Linked DNA regions of Columba livia: region 2 is linked to region 1. A link is a contact called in public Hi-C data. All regions are on one chromosome and are shown on one strand. Each heading gives the region's core, a stretch centred on a gene start, on an enhancer-like site or on the middle of the called end of the contact. The rest is flanking DNA. Distances are from core to core; before and after follow the strand shown.

Region 1 (4,923 bases), core at 1,256-3,755:
TGCAGAATAACTTGGGGGCCTGAGGAGAGTTAATGTCCGTGCTCAGAACCCATAATAATACTTGGCATTTGGGAAGTGCTTTGAAGATATAAAGCACTATACGAACACACCCTAACACCGTGACTGTAAAGTAGGTTTTTTCTCAGTAATACAAATGGAGAAACAGTTGCAGAATTAATTCAGATTCATTTGCAAGACACTCAAGTATGTTGTTGACTTTAACTGTGGCAGTTCAGCAGCTGCTGCTCCATCCCAAGGTTTCCAAGTGGAAATGCTGTCAAATCTGAGACCAAAGTCTGCAAATTCTTAGTTGTAAATTTCTTAAGAAATTTCCTTTGGAAGGATTGGGTGCAGAGAGAAGAAGATAACTCGGTCCCATTCTTGTGAGAGTTAAAGGAAACTTCTGTGAAATAGGTTAATATCAGGTGTAAAATGCTAATTATCAAGCAGTTAATATATTTGCCTTAAGGTAAGAACTTAGTCCAGAGCATTGGTGAAGTAAATCCATTGATGAATGATTTTGTACAACCGAATTCGAGCATTCATCTGAAAATACCTGAAGAATACTTCTGATTTCAATTCCAATCCCAATCCTGTCTGCTGGATCCTGGTGTCATGAAGGAACACAGAGACAATCCCATGTGTTGTAGGTACCTGGTTTTTTGTTTTCTGATTTTTATGGCCATGTGAATGTTTTGCCTGGGATAAAGCATGAAATACACTAACAAGTAAGTGTTGGTAAATATCAGTTTGAGAAATAATCAGTTTAGATTGCAGCTGTAAGGTAAAGCTAGAAAGCTAAAGAAAGGCTTTGGGTGTTTCAGGAAAATTGTGTGATAAATATGTGTTGCTGTTTATTTTGAATCAATTTCCATAGTCTTTGCCATCTCTTCAGGCTCCCATTTCTCTTTGAAAACTAGGAAATAATGTGCTCGGTGCAAAGGTAATTTTTGTCTAAGCATTTTTCCTAAATATAGGAATATTATAGCCACGAAGAAGCTGTGAGCACAGTTTGAAGCCCCTGAGCCAGCAGCCACTAGGTGTCAGGTTCTGATCAGCACTGCAAGGATTCCTGTGATGGCTGGGAGTGGTGGTGATGCCAATTACCAGTGCCAGGTACCCTAAAATGTTACTAAAAATGTTATTTTTTTCCCCCAGAATGCAGATCTTGAGTTTCTCTGGGGTATCTTGCAGAAAACCTCCTGACTCACATGTCTGAAGCTTTCAAGGAGGAGGATGGTCTGGGGAAGGAGGACACTGACCTTGTGTTCGACTTGTGGTGTGACACCAACTAATCGCTTGCTGAAAAACAGCTCCTCAAAGGTACCAGTTCCACCTCTCGATGGGAATGATTGTTTCGGAGAATCAGAGCTTTCAGTTTTAGCCTCTGCACCTGTCCCACAAGGACAAGAGGGAATCTGGATTTGCTAAAGAATTGGCTCCTTGGACAGTGTTGTGAATTATCCAAGTAAGTCTCCTTGGATGCAAAACCTTTGCCTTCACCAAGGTAGTGTGGTAGAAGTTGTTCATTTTGCCTGCGTGCTTGCCAGATCGGTGAATTTAATATTTTTCTTTTGCAAAAAAGTCTTTTTGGCGATCTTGGCATGTGCAGTGACAGGCGGTGCCTCTGCAGAAACGCAGGTGATGCAGTGATGGGGCCTTGGCCTGGGCTGGAGTGAATGTGTCAAATGGGTCTCGTTAGCTTGGGGAAGAGGAGCCTGAGGGGCGACCTCATTCATGGTGATCAATATGGAAAGGGTGAGTGCCAGGAGGATGGAGCCAGGCTCTTCTTGGTGACAGCCAATGGCAGGACAAGGGGCAATGGGTACAAACTGGAACACAGGAGTTTCCACTTAAATATGAGAAAAAACTTCTTCTCAGTGAGGGTGGCAGATCCTGGCCCAGGCTGCCCAGGGGGGTTGTGGAGTCTCCTTCTCTGCAGACATTCCAACCCGCCTGGACACCTTCCTGTGTAACCTCATCTGGGTGTTCCTGCTCCATGGGGGATTGCACTGGATGAGCTTTCCAGGTCCCTTCCAACCCCTGACATTCTGTGATTCTGTGAAACAGAAGTGTGCTGAAATCAGTGTGCAAGTGTGCTGAAATCAGATGGGGCTGGGGAGGAACTGGGAGTTGCAGGTTTTGCTGAACTTTAGGTTTGGAGACACAGACACATTCTCCTTCATAAGAACACGCAGCCCGCTGTCGGCAGAAGGATGAATGGTAACAAGCCCCCCCCTCTGGCAGCTGCCACCCAAGAGCCCCCCTGTACCCCAGAGGTGTTTGGGGGGCTGCACTGATCCCTTTGTCCCCCCTTTCCCCGCGGGGTCCCTCGGTCCGCAGGAGGTGGATGCGCCGGGGAGGGGGCGGCCAACCCCGCCGCTGCGGGGGTGCCCGAGCAGCCTGGGGCGCTCCACACCCTCCTTCCTCGCCCTTGCCGTCCTCCTCCTCCCGGAAAGGCGGCCGGCCCGCTCCCCGCCTCGGCGGGAGGCGCTCTCCTCACACCGCCCACCGCTGCCGGAACAAAAGGGGGGGCTGCATGGTGGCGGCGGCGCGGCCCGCCCGGCTCCGCGCTCTCTCTCGCTCCGCGCTCCGCCACCATGTCGGGCGGCGGCACCGGCAGCAGCAACGGCGTGAAGAAGAGGAGCCCGGCGGGCTCGGCCTCCTCGCTGGCGCAGGAGGAGGAGAAGCAGGCGATGGAGAAGATGCTGGATGCGGCGGGCGGCGGGGCGCAGGAGAACGGCTGCGCCCGCTCGCCCTGCGCCGAGGGCGAGGGGGTGACCCTGCAGCGCTCCATCACGCTGCTCAACGGCGTGGCCATCATCGTGGGCACCATCATCGGCTCCGGCATCTTCGTTACCCCCACCGGCGTGCTGCGGGAGGCCGGTTCGCCGGGGCTGTCGCTGGTGGTGTGGGCCGTTTGCGGGGCCTTCTCCATCGTGGGTGCTCTGTGCTACGCTGAGCTGGGCACCACCATCACCAAATCTGGCGGGGATTACGCCTACATGCTGGAGGTGTACGGCTCCCTGCCCGCCTTCCTCAAGCTCTGGATAGAGCTGCTCATCATCCGGCCTTCCTCGCAATACATCGTGGCTCTGGTCTTCGCCACATACCTGCTCAAGCCCATCTTCCCCACCTGTCCGGTGCCCGATGAGGCCGCCAAGCTGGTGGCCTGTCTGTGTGTCCGTAAGTACCCGCAGGTTCCTGCTGTCCCACGTGGCTCCCGCTCGCCATCGCCTTCCCCAAAAAGTCCACCCGAACAGCCGGTTGCCTTGAGCCCATTGCTTTGTAGGAGATGCACCATCTCTCCTGTGCTAAACTGGCTGCACACTGGGGTGGGTTTTGGCTGTTTTGAACAGCGTGAGTAGGAAATGTAGCCACATCCCTAATAAATCGAGCAAAACATTTCCAAACTGCCTCTTGTGTGCTAGCTAACCTCTCTGATTTCCAGCAGCGCAGCGAGCAGCGTGTGAGAAATGTAATGTGCATTTTGCCCGTGCGCTGGAATGGGGTTTGTCGTGTTGGGGCAGGGGAAAATCCCCTCGCAGCCCTGCAGTGCTGAGACGCTGCGGAGCCTGGGATGGGCGGTTTTGTGCAGACACAGCTTAGGATAACGTGCAGTTGGGAAATTATCTGTCACAAGCAACCGGTGCTGAACACGGCCTGTGCTGCAGTGCCTGATGTTTTCAGCACCAGTTTTGAGATGAGAGGTTTCTCGGCTGGGTGTGCACGGGTAACATGCTCAAAACCTGTGGGTTTTTTTGCTAGTAAACGCGGTATCTCGTGGGAAGTCGCCTTGCAGAGAAGTTTGGTCGTGCTGTGGTGAACTTGGGGCCACTGGTGTCGGCCAGGGCACACAAATCTCTCCTGCTGCAGTTTTTATTGTCTCTCTGGTATTTTGGGGTCTGTGGTTTTGCCAGTGAAGCCCCATTTTTCCATTGATTGCAAAGTCACCCCATCAAAATCTGTTCTTTAAATACTGGACCATTCATTTTCTGCCTTTCTCCCCCCATTTTCTATTCGGTCTGTGTTCCACTCCACTGGTAGTTCTTGTGCCATTGTGCAGGTGGATATTGGGAGAGGCCATAATTTTTGTGAGGCTTTTGTAAAGCATTGATTTGCTGTACAAAGTTAGAGTTGTGTGATCTTTTTATTTTTCCATTTTGAGGTTGTGAAGCAAAGTCTACTTGTTCTGTGCTGTCCAAAGGGAGATTGTGTTGGATTCCGTCCCCCTCTGAGCATCGCAGGCGTTCAAAAGTTGCAGCACATGTTCATTATGGAAGATACATTTTCTGCGAATGTCTTAATACACAAACTGAGTCTTTGGTAGATATGGTATGTGGCTGGTACATATAAGATAAAAAACAGGCAGGGCAGCAAATTTCATCTTCTTTGGGCAAGACTGAAACTTACTTATTCCCCAGCTAAATTTTTAGGAGTATCAGGGCAAGTAGATGGGTGTGTGGACTTTGCATCTCAAGTTTTTAGCGAAGTGTGTGTATTAAGGAAATACAGTCACCCAGCTGAGAAAGCTGTTGCAGGGTTAGAAAATAGTTCTGCTGATGGGTTTCCTGCCTTGGGAAAATCTGTTTTTAGAGCTTTCCTGCCGGTCTGCAATGTGGTTTCTTCAGTGGCACAGAAGAAAGGGCCATGCACGCACGTGGCTTCACGTGTTTTGCTGAGAAGGTAACAGCATTGATTAGATGGACTTTCTTATTGTTTTATGTAAGTCAAAGTTTTGCTGTGCAAGAGCATATTGTAGTTGACTAGGCCTTTAATAACATGTTTCTAATAATAAGTAACTTTTCATCTGCGGGATCTTCCCCAAAATAGGTGGGGTGAGCCGTCTCTATTCCCATTTTACAGATCAGGAAACAAACAGGGGGTAAAGCAGATTTGCCCGTGGTGGGACCTGTTCAGTGA
Region 2 (4,923 bases), core at 1,577-4,076, 200 kb after region 1:
GCACCTCTCGCTTGGAGGTGAAATCCTTGTGACTTTGTTTTAATAGAACTGCTTTTGGATTTTGAAGCCAATGTAAATCGGCTTTTTATGGGCAAAATTCCATGCACGTATCCCCATGCGTGCAGTGGAAAGGCGGGAGAAATTCACAAGCAAATTAGGAAGATGGTAAAACAACCTTCAGAAGGTTTAGTGGGGTGGAATTTCTGATCCACGTGTATTGGGAAATGAGGGTCTCCAAGAACTGAGTATATCAAATATCTAATGCGTAAGATCGTGTCTTTAAAGGCTGCGTATCGTGTGTAGAGATGGCAGCGGTGACCTGTACTGTTTCCCAACCCTTTCCACAGTAAGATCCTGTTTTTACTCCCAACTTGCTCAAATTGCAGTAATCAAGACTGAAATTTTCCATGAAACTGCGGTAAACACAGCAAGAAAAACACACTAAACTCCTCACAAAACCGGCCCCTGAAAACACACAGACTTTTGCCGTCTTTGTTTCTTTGTGCACCAGTTTTTCCTCGGAGGGACAGTGTTTGCTACTGGATCTTATTAAGATAAATCCACGCGTGTTTGTGTACCGTTATTACGCTGATGAGTGGTACGATAAGGCCATGAGGAAATAAAGAGCTTTGCATGTAGTGTATTGTTTGGGTACTGGCTGAAATGAAGGTTGGAATTCAAAGCGTCATGGAGCTGTGCTCGTATGGCAGCACCGTGAGTCTCTGGTGCTTCCAAACCAAGTCCTGGCACTACCAAAAACTTCCCCACTTTTCCATATGTTTAAGAATATCCTTCTCATTCTTCTTTTCTCTTTGCTTTTTCATAGTGAGTGTTGAAAAAGTGGAGTTAAAGGGACTGGCACACAAGAAGAATGAAAGAAATGTTGAATATTCCTTTGAGGTAAGTTTTGGTGATTGGGGTTTTTTTGTTTTCTGCTATAAAAGAAGGGAGGATAATAATTAAGGAGGAGTTTAAAGGAATTCTCAAACTGTGTTGTTAGATCCCAGAAGCTGGTCTAGTGCAGCTCCTTGTGGATAGGTGCTGGTCAGATTTTGTAATCAATGATTTGGAAGTAGCCTTACATTGCTCTTGAGGAACTTCTGTGGATGATGCAGAGTGGGACAGAGGCAAAATAAAAATATTCACTCGTTTTGACAATTTATATATTTAGGGGAAAATATTATGCCACGCTTACAGAATGGGCATCTATGTGCTGGAGTGCAGAAAACAGACAAAATTTAAGTCTTCGTCTGGAGAAACAAGGGAATTTAGATTCCCAAGGCAGTGCTGCACGTATGGGAAAAGAGGCAGGATGGTCATTGAGCACTGAGGGGAGAGCGGGACTGCGGGAGATGGTTCAGGTGTTACTGGTTTTAATGGGGGTGTTGGAGAGTCCAGAAAATAGCTACGGAAATTATTAAGGTTTGAGGAAAACGCTGCATATTTGGAGACCATGGCTAAAAGGTTACTGGAGTATCATAAAAGCGCTTTCAAAGGGAAGACAATATTTTACGGTAAAGGGGGTTTTAATCTAGCAGAAAAAAACCCCATAACAGGAACCGTTGTCTGAAAATCGGAGCCAGACAAATGAAAAGTGGAAGCGAGAAGAGTTTGTGGAGGGTGGTTCACCACGGGATGCAGGAGAAGCAGCTCTGCCCCCTGGTTTTACGCAGCTTTTGAGGTTTGGTCATTGCTACAATTTCGGAGGGACAACTCTGTTCAATGAAACCTCGTGTGAATAGCGGAGACCGGAGGAAGACGGACAAACTGCTTTCCTCCCATCTCGTTGGAACAGTGGATTCCAAAATGCAGAATGCAAAGCCCATGTGTCGTCTTTGCTTTGCTTAGTGAGGCAACGGAGCCAAACGGTGAGAAAAGGAGAACCCGAAAGAAAATAAATGGTTGAACTTAAATTATGTACAACTTTAAAAAAAAAAGGCAGTTTTTCTTTCCAGCTACCACCCAATGAATAACGTTCTGAATTTTCTGAATCCCATGATTGTTCCAAATGTCATCAGTATTAGAAAGGATATTTTCCAGGGCTTTCAAAAGTCTTTATGAAGTATGCAGACTCCGGTTACATATTAGCATCTTGTGAAACATCTTTTCCTATTATAATTTTCTATAAATACCAGAAATTACTTTTACCGGTATTTCACTTGACGGCCTGGAACTGAAAGAACAATATATAGTTTTAACTGAGCTAATAAAGTGCTGTTTGCTGGGTTAGAAACCCCAACTATTAAACATTTGGTGTAGTAGCTTGGGAATAGAAGGTCAATAGAAAGAGCTGTTGAGTGTTTTCAGCATCGCTTGGCAATGCTGTAGTTCCCTGCATTTATTGTCTTATAAGTATTGAAAGTCAGCATAAGTGAGCAAAATCTAACTCGTAACAAATGTTACTACAAAACTAGGAAGAGAAATTTCTCCTATATTTTGTAAATTTTTTTATTAATCTAAAAATGTATTAATTTATCACAAACTTAAAAAGATACAAAAACCAAACTCACGGGCTTTGTAAAACCAGGAACTGCTCAAGTTCTCTTCTTTTCTTCCCTCCTCCCCCCTTACTTTTTGTGTAACAGCTCTGCAGAGAGGAAATTCCACCATTATGTAATGTATTTTGAAATCCGCTCCTCTCACCAGTCTTTTTGGCAGCATTTTGATGGCTGGAAAAACCTTGTGTATGTTTCCAGTTGTCATTGAAACTGGTGTCATGTGAGAAGATGGACTCCTGGTTCTTAAATACATAAATCCAGCTTCTTCCCCTATAGAACTGCAGAGGATCTGTCTGCTTGGAATCGATATTTTAAGTCCGAAGGGACTTAACGTTCACCAGTCTCGTGCCGATCTCCGTAGCGCCAAGAAATCCTGACTTTTGGCTCAGTTAAACTAATCACTTACCAACCAATCAATGCCTCTGTATCTAAGAATGTAATGACTTAATGCAGAAAGCATATGGGAAGAGATACTGTACTATTTCTTTTTTCTAGGGCATGTACAAGATGGTGCCTAAAGCGCGTAGCTAGAGCAGAAACCACAGGTTTCATTTCAAAGGTTTTGCCCTTTTTTTCCTTGCAATGGGGTGATTTGCTGCCGCCTTCAACTTTGGCACATGGAGTTGATTAGTTATAAACAGGCACCGTTGTGCTGGGGCGAGTTATTCGTGTTGTACATCAGATTCTACAAACCAGCTGTTTTCTTTAAGAAAAACAAGAGAAAATTCTTTAACAAAAAATTTCCATTACTTAGTAGCCTGTTTCTTAATACTGGATGTCTGCAGCGCGAGGGCTGTGGAAACTCTCAAGTGCTTTTTTAAGCGTTCAGAAGTTATTAAGTAAAATAACAGCAAGAATCAGGCAGGGAGGGAGGACTGAGTAATAGTGACTTGTGCACAAAAATAGTTTTTCCTTGTTGATGTCACACTTCACAAACTTCCTTGAAGTTTGTGAGGAACATTTGATATTAATTATTGATGTTTTAGAACCAAATCCCTGACTATTAGTTACTAAACTGAACACTCTTTACTCCCTTAGGTCCTGTGGTCTGATTCTTCAGTGACAACGGTAACCAAATCTTCCACTGAAGTGACTGAATTTATTTCAAAGGTAAAGGCAATATGAAAAATATTGGAGAGATGTTTTGTCCCTCTTTGTAATTGTGTTTGTTTTTCAAAACATACTGAGATAATACAGATAGATTGAATTTCATAAAATGTTTGACTTGTAAATTGCTGTTCCTTGAATCTCGTATGAGTAACAAGTCTTCTTTTCATTTATTATTTGTAATATGCTCCACTTTTAGCTGTCTCAGCTGTATCCAGAGGAAAACTTGGAGAAATTCATTCCTTGCCTTGCTGGTCCAGATTCATTTTACCTGGAACGGAACCACATGGACCTGGAATCGGACCTTAGGTGTGCTGGCCTTTCTGTTATTGTGGGGTTTTTGTCTTGACACTTGGCTTTTTTCACCAGCCGGAGGAAACAAACAGGAAACATAAATACTATGTTCATATTCTAAATTACTTTCAAGAAATAAGAGCCTGATCCCTAAGCATTATTTCTTGATGTTCGACTAATTCCAGTGCATCAGAATTTTTCAGGAATTCTTTCTTCAGCAATACATATGGTAGTAATATCCTGTATTAAGCTTCCTGGAGAACTGACATTTCCTGATCCCTTGTTCAAAACAGGATCATTGGCTTTGCAGAACCTCAAAAAAATAGCCAAAACTGCTTGAAAAACCCCAAAACTCAGGAAAGAATAGTTGCATGTGTAGTCATCCTTCTGGATTGAGGGATGGGTTGTGGGGATTTTTTCCCCCCTACCCTTTCACAGAGTTTTTAATTGTCTCCGTTGTTTTAGGTTGGCGTGGTATTATTTTAATTTAAAAAAGCTAAGTATGTATATATTCTACCATTACGTTTTTGGAGGCCATTAACAGCTAAGAAATTTTGGAAGCCTTAAGTAGTACCTCCTCACATTATCACAAATCTCCCAGCCATTATCTAATCTAAACCACCATTTTTAAATTCATCTTCTGTGGCAAGTCACGTCAGTTCTCTCTTTCTAAATACTGAAATAGTTTTGCTGGGAAGATTTGAGGGACTAAAAGTATTTTCACCTACTCTTGTCTTTATACAAAGTATTAAATTACTTTCAAAAAATACTAATTAACTGTTTCTAAACGCCTATTTTCCCTAAGTGAAGCCAGACTTTTGTCCGCCGTTGGCAGAACCGCGGTGGATGTTGGTTTTCCATCACCAGGGCCAGCAGGTGCACACTGAGATTATTTTTCATGGCAAACAGCGTTAATATTTCAAACATTCCCTTCTGTGCTCTGAGGATCGCGAGCTCGCTGCCGAGAATCGGGGAGGGGAAGAGAAAACGCGCGTTGCCGCTGTCGAGCTGGCAACAGTCGCTA

The links. Hi-C and Micro-C count contacts between places; a contact is called where the count stands out from the background.
Region 2: a Hi-C map of crop shows a contact between it and region 1, with 2.3 times the contacts expected there. The contact joins the enhancer-like site here to the promoter of SLC7A5 in region 1. A contact is called at or near these places in 2 of 2 Hi-C or Micro-C datasets (crop and liver).

The regions. Positions count from the first base shown.
Region 1 is chr13:7,025,845-7,030,767 of bColLiv1.pat.W.v2, forward strand. SLC7A5 (solute carrier family 7 member 5) reads left to right here and starts at 2,506. Exons shown (of 10, transcript XM_021290674.2): 1 at 2,506-3,186. The coding sequence starts at 2,601.
Region 2 is chr13:7,229,170-7,234,092 of bColLiv1.pat.W.v2, forward strand. ZCCHC14 (zinc finger CCHC-type containing 14) reads left to right here. Exons shown (of 13, transcript XM_021290656.2): 3 at 827-900; 4 at 3,537-3,608; 5 at 3,805-3,914. Among named protein-coding and RNA genes, the nearest start is that of MAP1LC3B, 25 kb to the right of the region's middle. Within about 2 kb of position 2,827, at least 2 of the 3 cell types and tissues checked have an H3K27ac peak away from gene starts, as active enhancers do.